Linked DNA regions of Sus scrofa: region 2 is linked to region 1. A link is a contact called in public HiChIP or PLAC-seq data. All regions are on one chromosome and are shown on one strand. Each heading gives the region's core, a stretch centred on a gene start, on an enhancer-like site or on the middle of the called end of the contact. The rest is flanking DNA. Distances are from core to core; before and after follow the strand shown. Region 1 overlaps TMEM178A (transmembrane protein 178A). Region 2 overlaps MAP4K3 (mitogen-activated protein kinase kinase kinase kinase 3).

Region 1 (3,882 bases), core at 515-3,014:
ACAGCAGGAAAGCTATTTGATAAACAATTATGTAGCACCTACTTTATGCCAGGCACCTTATTATTTTAAATAAATACGTAATTCTAAAATAAATACTTTGGGGGAGTTCCTGTGGTGGCTCAGCAGTTAATGAACCTGACTATTATCCATGAGGATGTGGGTTCAATCCCTGGCCTTGATCAGTGGGTTAAGGATCCAGCATTGCGTGAGCTGTGGTGTAGGTCGAAGACGTGGCTTGGATCCCGTGTTGCTGTGGCTGAGGTGTACGCCGGCAGTTGCAGCTCCAACTGGACCCCTAGACTGGGAACCTTTATATGCCATGGGTATGTCCCTTAGAAAAATAAATAAAATTAAAAAAAATAAAATAAATATATCAGAGGTTCTGTTGTGGCTAAGAACTGACTAGTGTCCTTGAGGATGTGGGTTGGATCCCTGGCCTTAGTCAATGGGTTAAGGATCCAGCATTACTGCAAGCTGCGGTACAGGTCTCATATGTGGCTTGGATCCCACTTTGCTGTGGTTGTGGCTAGGCCTGAAGCTGCAGCTCTGTTTTGACCCCAGCCAGGGAACTTCCCTAGGCCACAACTGACACCCTAAAAAGAAAAAGAAAAAAAAAGTGCAGTGTTCCATGATGTCAGGTAAAGGGGTGTCCCGCTTCCAGTTACCAATTCAAAGAAATGTACTAAGTTCATGATTCTGTAAAAGGCGGGTAGATACAGCCCAAATCTTAAAGGTGCTCATATTCTGCATTGCATATGGGCAACTGAGGCTCCAGAGGCCCCAGATCGTCACACTGCAGATTTATCTAAGAGCAGGGTGGGGGTGGGGGGGATGGTGGAAAAAGAGAGGCAAGGAGGCCAGTTGGCCAGCTGTTTAGGAGTGAAGTGAAGACTCTTTAGTAGGAGTCTTGAGGGGTGGTGAGAATGGAGAGGAAACATGAGGGCCACTGTTCAGACTGTTGTTCAGGCAGTTTCATGTGTCTATTTTATCTTCAGGGATCTTCGATGCCTATTTAGAGTTCAGACTCCTAGCCTGTGGCAATGGTTCTGTTGGTGAATGTGGGCAGTTGCCGAGAGATAACTCATAATCCAGTGCTGCCATGTATTGAGTGCTCAGAGCGGGCCACATCCTGTGCTACATCTCTTTCTTTCCTCACAATAACCCCCTAAGGTATCTGCCATTATTCCCTCCTCTTGTATAGATTAGGGAACTGAGGCTCAGAGAGGTTAAGTAACTTGCCAAAAGTCACGCATCTGGGCTTCCAATCCAAGCCTGGCTGACTGCAAGGCCTTTAGCCATGGCATAGACTCATCGTTGATGGATTCTAACAACTCTTTACAGCCTCTTCTGCTCTTTCTCACTTTTCTCCCTCATTTAACCTTGAGTGTGGGTTTCTGTAACTTAGCATTTGATTCATTTCTCTAAGCAACAGAAACAACAGAAGTTCGCCAGTCCAGGCACCCCATTTTTAACCCCTGTGCAAGCCATCTTTATATATCTTATTCTGTGGTTTATATCATCGTTAAAGTGACTTTCCTTGGCCCTTTAAGAAGCTAATTAATCACTAAATATAGACCACAAGTTGTCCCCCTCCACCCCCCGCGTGTCTCTTCCCCCCATTGCGTGATGCCATCTGGTGCTGTGAGCTCATGCCTTTTGTGTTCCTTTTCTGAGAGCCAGACTCGCTCAACCCCGGAAAGCCAGTTCATTTCCAAGTTCACAGGCATGGCTTTGGAAAGATTTGAATCTCATGCCTCCTTGTGGATTCTCACAGCATCACTCCCAAACAGAACCTCGCATGGAACTTCTGTTACATACATTACTGCCGTCTGTATATATACGTATTCTTGTCTTTTGACCAAAAGGACTTCATTTGTCTCGGGCAAGCCATCCAGGGACTACAAGTCTTTTCCTGTGTGATTTTTGTCAAGCTTTCCTTTGTCAGTTTTATGTGCGTACTGTAGGAAGCCAACACTTAATAATAGACTTTTCGAATCTGTTTGACTTTCTGCTGTGGCAGTGGAACAAGTGCTTAAGAATAAGGAAATGAAACAGCTAACGGCAGGACTCTGACACTACTGCTGATCTGTCCTTTACACCATCTTTCTCTTCTAATTCTGCCTGAAGGCTCTAATCACTTTGCAAGGGAGTGGAGCTCCAGGGCTGTAAAGCAATTTTCTTCTTTTTTTTCCCCCACAAACTCAAGGGAGATGCCGTGGGTTCACCACCAGATTCCCAGTCTTTGGGATTTGGGGGTCAATGCTTGTTACCTTCCAGTCCAGACCTTGGCATTCTCCCCACCTCTTTTTTCTTCTCATTTCAGAGTTCTTGGCCATTTAAATTTAGCCTGGGAGCCTAGTGCGGAAGGAAAGGTAATTGGGTGATGTGTGCACAGCTTACCTCATTCCTGGCACATGTGGGGCTCTCCTGGGGGAGCAGGAGAGCACTGGGCTGGCTGCCTGCCTCCTTTCTGCTACTCTTCTCTGCCCACTGGGATCAGGGCTGTTCCCAGCAAGGGGCAGAGGAGGAGATGGGCTCTGAGAATATTAGCAATAATGTAAAAGGGACCACACATTTCCCTAGCACAGGAGTTGGTCTGCGTCCGAGAGAAGAATTTCTCCCCAGTCCATACCCCATCTCAGCCCATCTGAGATGCAGGTAGGACAAAGCCACTGAGTCAGCCATGAACCAGTCCAGTATTTAACATGTACTGAAGAACATGGATAATTACAGGCAGAAACCTCAATTAGGTATCAGCTTTGTTTCCAAAAGAGCATATGTTTGTACTAAACTGAAAAAATTTGTTTTTCACTTCAAACTGACAGTTCATTTTATAACTGCTGTTCTCACTACCCACAGAATAAAATGCAGTTCTGAAAGATTAAGGATCTCTAAATTTCCTGAGTGAGCATTATGTAAAGTTTGGGTAATAGCATATGTGTTGAAGTTTGGTTATTACTTTGCACTGTGGGCTTGGGCTAGTTACTTAGCCTCTCTGAACTTCAGATTTTTTCTACCTACCTAATTCCATTAGCTAATAAGACCTATTTTTATATCCAGCTCATAGGGGATTTTGGTGAGAATCAAAAGGATTTGTCAAATGCTTTTTTAATGCATCTGTGAGATGATTTTGTGGTTTTTGTGCTTTAGTCTATCAATAAGGTATATTATATTAATTCATCTTCATATCTTGAATCAGCCTTACATTCCTGGCATAATTCTCATTTGGTCATGATGTACAATACTTTACATATGTTCCTGAATTCAGATTGCTAGTACTTTTTTGAGGACTTCTGAATACATATTCATAAAAAATATTTTCTAATATTCTTTTCTTATGATGCCTTTGTGTTTTTTTGGATCAGAACATTACTGGCCTCATATAGTGACTTGGGAATTGTTTTATCCTCTTCTATTTTTTTTTTTTTGAAAAGTTTTTGAAACATTGTTAATTTAAAATTCACCAGTGAAGCCATCTGGTCCTGGACTTTTCTTTATGGAAAATTTTTTTACAAGTTAATTGCTAACTCAGGCTCTTTAAGGGATATAGCTCTAGTCACCTGTTCTATTTCTTCTTGAGTCAGTTTTGGTAGTTTGTATCTTTCCAGGAAGTTCTCATTTAACCCATATTATCTATTGTTGGCATATAATTTTTTCATACTCTTCTTATTCAATTTTTTATTTCTATAAGATTGTTAATAATGTCTTCTGTTTCATTCCTGATTTTAATAACTTGAGTCTTTTTTTATCTTAAATGGTCTAGATAAAGATTTGCCAATTTTATTAATATTTTCAAAGAACCAATTTTTGGTTTTGTTTATTTTTTTTTATTTTTCTAGTCTCTACTTCATTTATTTCCACTTTAATTATGTAATCTCCTTC
Region 2 (3,882 bases), core at 492-2,991, 300 kb before region 1:
AGTACTTCTCACTGTCAGTGTACTTAGGGCATGCCTACCTCCTAATGTGCTCTGGGTTAGAAAAGCTGGTAAGTGAGCTTGTTAGGAAATGTATTTTAATTAAAGCACTGTGGAATTCACCTATGAATAAAGCAAATACAAAAATAAAACATGAAAAATGACTGGTGGCAAATACCATGTTAAATAAATAGAATATTTATTCATATAACTGGTGGTACAGATTAATTATAAAAACACATAAAAATCTATCTAATAAGATCTTTATCTTACTAGACGCCTTCTGTTTATTTTTAAATATGTTTAAGATAATTTTTATCTGGAGTTCCCATCGTGGCTCAGTGGTTAATGAATCCGACTAGGAACCATGAGGTTGTGGGTTCGATCCCTGGCCTCGCTCAGTGGGTTAAGGATCTGGTGTTGCCGTGAGCTGTGGTGTAGGTGGCAGACGTGGCTTGGATTCCACGTTGCTGTGGCTCTGGCGTAGGCCGGCAGCTAGGGCTCCGATTCGACCCCTAGCCTGGGAACCTCCATATGCCGCAGGAGCGGCCCAAGAAATGGCAAAAAGGAGTTCCCGTTGTGGCGCAGTGGTTGACAAATCCGACTAGGAACCATGAGGTTGCGGGTTCGGTCCCTGCCCTTGCTCAGCGGGTTAACGATCCGGCGTTGCCGTGAGCTGTGGTGTAGGTTGCAGACGCGGCTCGGATCCTGCGTTGCCGTGGCTCTGGCATAGGCTGGAAGCTACAGCTCCGATTCAACCCCTGGCCTGGGAACCTCCATATGCCGCGGGAGCGGCCCAAAGAAATAGCAAAAAGACCAAAAAAAAAAAAAAAAAGAAATGGCAAAAAGACCAAAAAAAAAAAAAAAAAAGATAATTTCTATTTTACAAAAAAGAATATACCCTTTAAATACATCAATCATGAAAACTAGCACCTATTCATTTGAGAATCCCATTTTTGCCTGTAAAAATCAGAATCTACCCATCATAAAAAAAAAAGGCAATGTAACAGCCAACTTTATCTTCATCTTTTAAATTTAAAAATCTGTTTAGATCTAGAATGAGTGAACAAATTACTGGAATATGTGCCCACATTTGAGTGCTGGATGTATATCTCTCACCCCAATCAGTGATATTAGGACATACGTATGCTTTTCTGACACAAAATTCCAAACTCAGATATATTTATAAGACAAACCAATTCAGTTTCATGAAATCTATGAGTGTTACCTTCACAAAGTACTCCAAGCAATGATTTAAGAAACATTTGTCCAATTATATAAAATTTTTCTATTTTTCCTTCTTTCACTAAAAATTCATTATTATAGGATAAAGAATATGAATATCATTTTTTCCACATTTCTCCTGTTTCCAAAACCCTTTAATCACATCTCATTTGCTTCTGTTATTACTGGGCTTTTGTTTCAATTACACTTTGGTGATATCAGAGGATAAACTGAAAAGAGGGGCCAACAGAAGGCAGGTCAGCCTCTAAGGACATACTGTTTAGAGAAGGCCTGAAACAGTGACTGTATGAACTACAGAAACTTAGTGGGAATGGACGTAAATGGTTAAAATTCTACTTTAATCCACGTTTTCCAGTTTGTGGTTGTCCAGAGCCAAAATTAACAAGACCTACATTGCATTTGCTGAGCAATTATTTCCAGGGATAAATAGCTATGTTTTCTGTTGCACTGTCACTCCAGAGGTGTCTAGAACAGTCCTCAAGAAAGGACCACAATGCAGCAAGGCCATCCTCTCCGACAGAGCTGGACCTGAGCTCACGCAGGCTGCCAAATATCAAGACAGCATCTCCTCAAATAAGTTATGTAATAGCTTGGCTGGGAAAAAGAAACATTAGAGCAGACTATGGAAAAAAGAATAAGAGAATAAGATGGGGAATGTGGTTATGAGGCCAAAGACAAGACCAAACAGAGACAGGTCTGGCAGCAGCTGGAAACCCAGATCATTGACAATAACTGAAAGTGATCTCACCAGTACTGATGAGTATTATTTTCAGGTACCCATTCTGGTGGGACAGCTTGTGGTTTCCCGTGATAATCTCACACAGGTTTTTAAGGACTGAAGTAAGGAAACTGGACAATGAATTTCTGTCTCCCTTGGTCGGTGTAATATCCTCCTCCCAGTCTCTTAAATCTGGCCTGGAAAGGGACCTTCCTTTGAGTCAGATGGAATTTGAATCCATTAAGCTGCAAACAAATACATACAAAGATAATATAGCATAGTGGTTATGGGTATGTTCTGTGAGGTTGAATTCCAGCTCTGTCATTTATTAGGAATACACACAATACATTCAGTAGCCTATATGATACTGGGCAGTTCTTTAACTTCCATGTGCCAGTTTCCTCATCTGTAAAATAGAGATAATAAATGAGGTAGACTACCTCACTGTAGTTGTGAGGATTAAATTAGTGCTTTTGTTTTCCACTATCTTAATTCAGTGAAGGGACTATGAAAATATGGGTAATATGGGAAAATACTGAGAAATCTACATGAATCTACTTTAAATGGACTATACCAGGTGAATTTAGGAAAAACAGCAAGAAAGCACTTAAAATCAAGTAGGAGTGTGCATCACATGTAAACATCTAGTTAGATGACATTTATGTAAAGCAAATAATTATTAATGTAAAATCAAATTTTAAAAATTATCCATGTTGGAAATACAAATTTCCATGAAGATGTTATCCAACAGTAGGGACTGTGCAGTTAATTGTACCAATAATTTCAAACTTGGTCTGATTACATTGGCCTGGTACAACATTTAAGGACTTAGCTGAAAGGTTAGGGCAAGGATAGCAAAACCACTAAGTATGTTACCTCAAATTGTGCATGACAGAAACACACAATCATAATGACTATCCAATGATATCTCAGTTATAAGATATCAGTTATAAGAAAAGACTTACTACAAATCTCAGCAAATGAAAAAGCTCCAAAAGAATGATTTTTTTAAAAAAAGGTTTGGCATTTGTGAAGTACACTCTTAGTAGCCAACAATAATGAAAGGGCTGAGAAATAAGAAACTTAAGTTAATAACCTGATGGGAGGTTAGAAGCTCCATGAAAAAGATGAAAAGCAGAGGCAAAGCAGACAATCAAGCAGGTGTGTTGGTAAGAAGCTAAAAGAGAACAGAATGGCAAACAGAAAAGGGAAGAGGCAGTAACAGCCAGTGATTATAGATGCAGGAAATAAGTCAGAGGGTAAAATATGATCAAAGCCTTTCTGTTTAAGTGCAAAATACCTGAGTCTAAAAGCCTTGTATTCACAAAGAGCCTAAATAAAAGAGATAAGGGCATGACATCCCAATACACAAATGCTAAATACACCTGAAGTGAAAATGTATGATTAACCAAGAAAAAATTTTCAGATTAATGAAGAGGATAAACTGCTGTACCAAGTATTAAATTATACTAAAAAGATACAGTAATTAGAAAAGTGAAGTTCCCACTGTGGCTCAGTGAAAACAAATCTGACTAGTATCCACGACTCAGGTTGGATCCCTGGCCTCACTCAGTGGGTTAAGGATCTGGCATTGCCGTGAGCTGTGATATAGGTTGTAGATGTGGCTTGGATCTGATGTTGCTGTGGCTTTTGGGTAGGCCGGCAGCTGCAGCTCTGATTCGACCCCTAGCCTAGGAACTTACATATGCCGCAGGTAGGCCCTTAAAAAAAGATAAAAAAGAAAAAGAAAAAGCAAGATAGCAATTTAAATCAGTGATTTCTAGAAAAACTGTAATTCAACTGAGGAAAAAAGTTAAACTCCCATCTCTTGCTATACTCAAAAATAAATTCATATATAGTTTTTTTTTTTTTTGGTCTTTTTCTAGGGCCGCACTCACGGCATATGTAGATTCCCAGTCTAG

What was found. HiChIP or PLAC-seq counts read pairs in DNA pulled down with a chosen protein or histone mark.
Region 2: a contact with region 1 is called in an H3K27ac HiChIP or PLAC-seq map of skeletal muscle. The contact joins two enhancer-like sites. A contact is called at or near these places in 1 of 5 promoter capture datasets (liver), 14 of 47 Hi-C or Micro-C datasets (alveolar macrophages, brain, embryonic fibroblasts and 10 more) and 1 of 2 datasets of contacts at active chromatin or transcription factors (skeletal muscle).

Annotation. Positions count from the first base shown.
Region 1 is chr3:100,635,178-100,639,059 of Sscrofa11.1, reverse strand. All of the region lies in intron 4 of TMEM178A (transmembrane protein 178A), which reads left to right. Among named protein-coding and RNA genes, the nearest start is that of THUMPD2, 80 kb to the right of the region's middle. Within about 2 kb of position 1,764, at least 24 of the 83 cell types and tissues checked have an H3K27ac peak or open chromatin away from gene starts, as enhancers often do. A contact at or near this core is called in skeletal muscle, where this site is marked.
Region 2 is chr3:100,938,995-100,942,876 of Sscrofa11.1, reverse strand. The region is part of intron 1 of MAP4K3 (mitogen-activated protein kinase kinase kinase kinase 3); the gene reads right to left. Among named protein-coding and RNA genes, the nearest start is that of MAP4K3, 54 kb to the right of the region's middle. Within about 2 kb of position 1,741, at least 5 of the 83 cell types and tissues checked have an H3K27ac peak or open chromatin away from gene starts, as enhancers often do. A contact at or near this core is called in skeletal muscle, where this site is marked.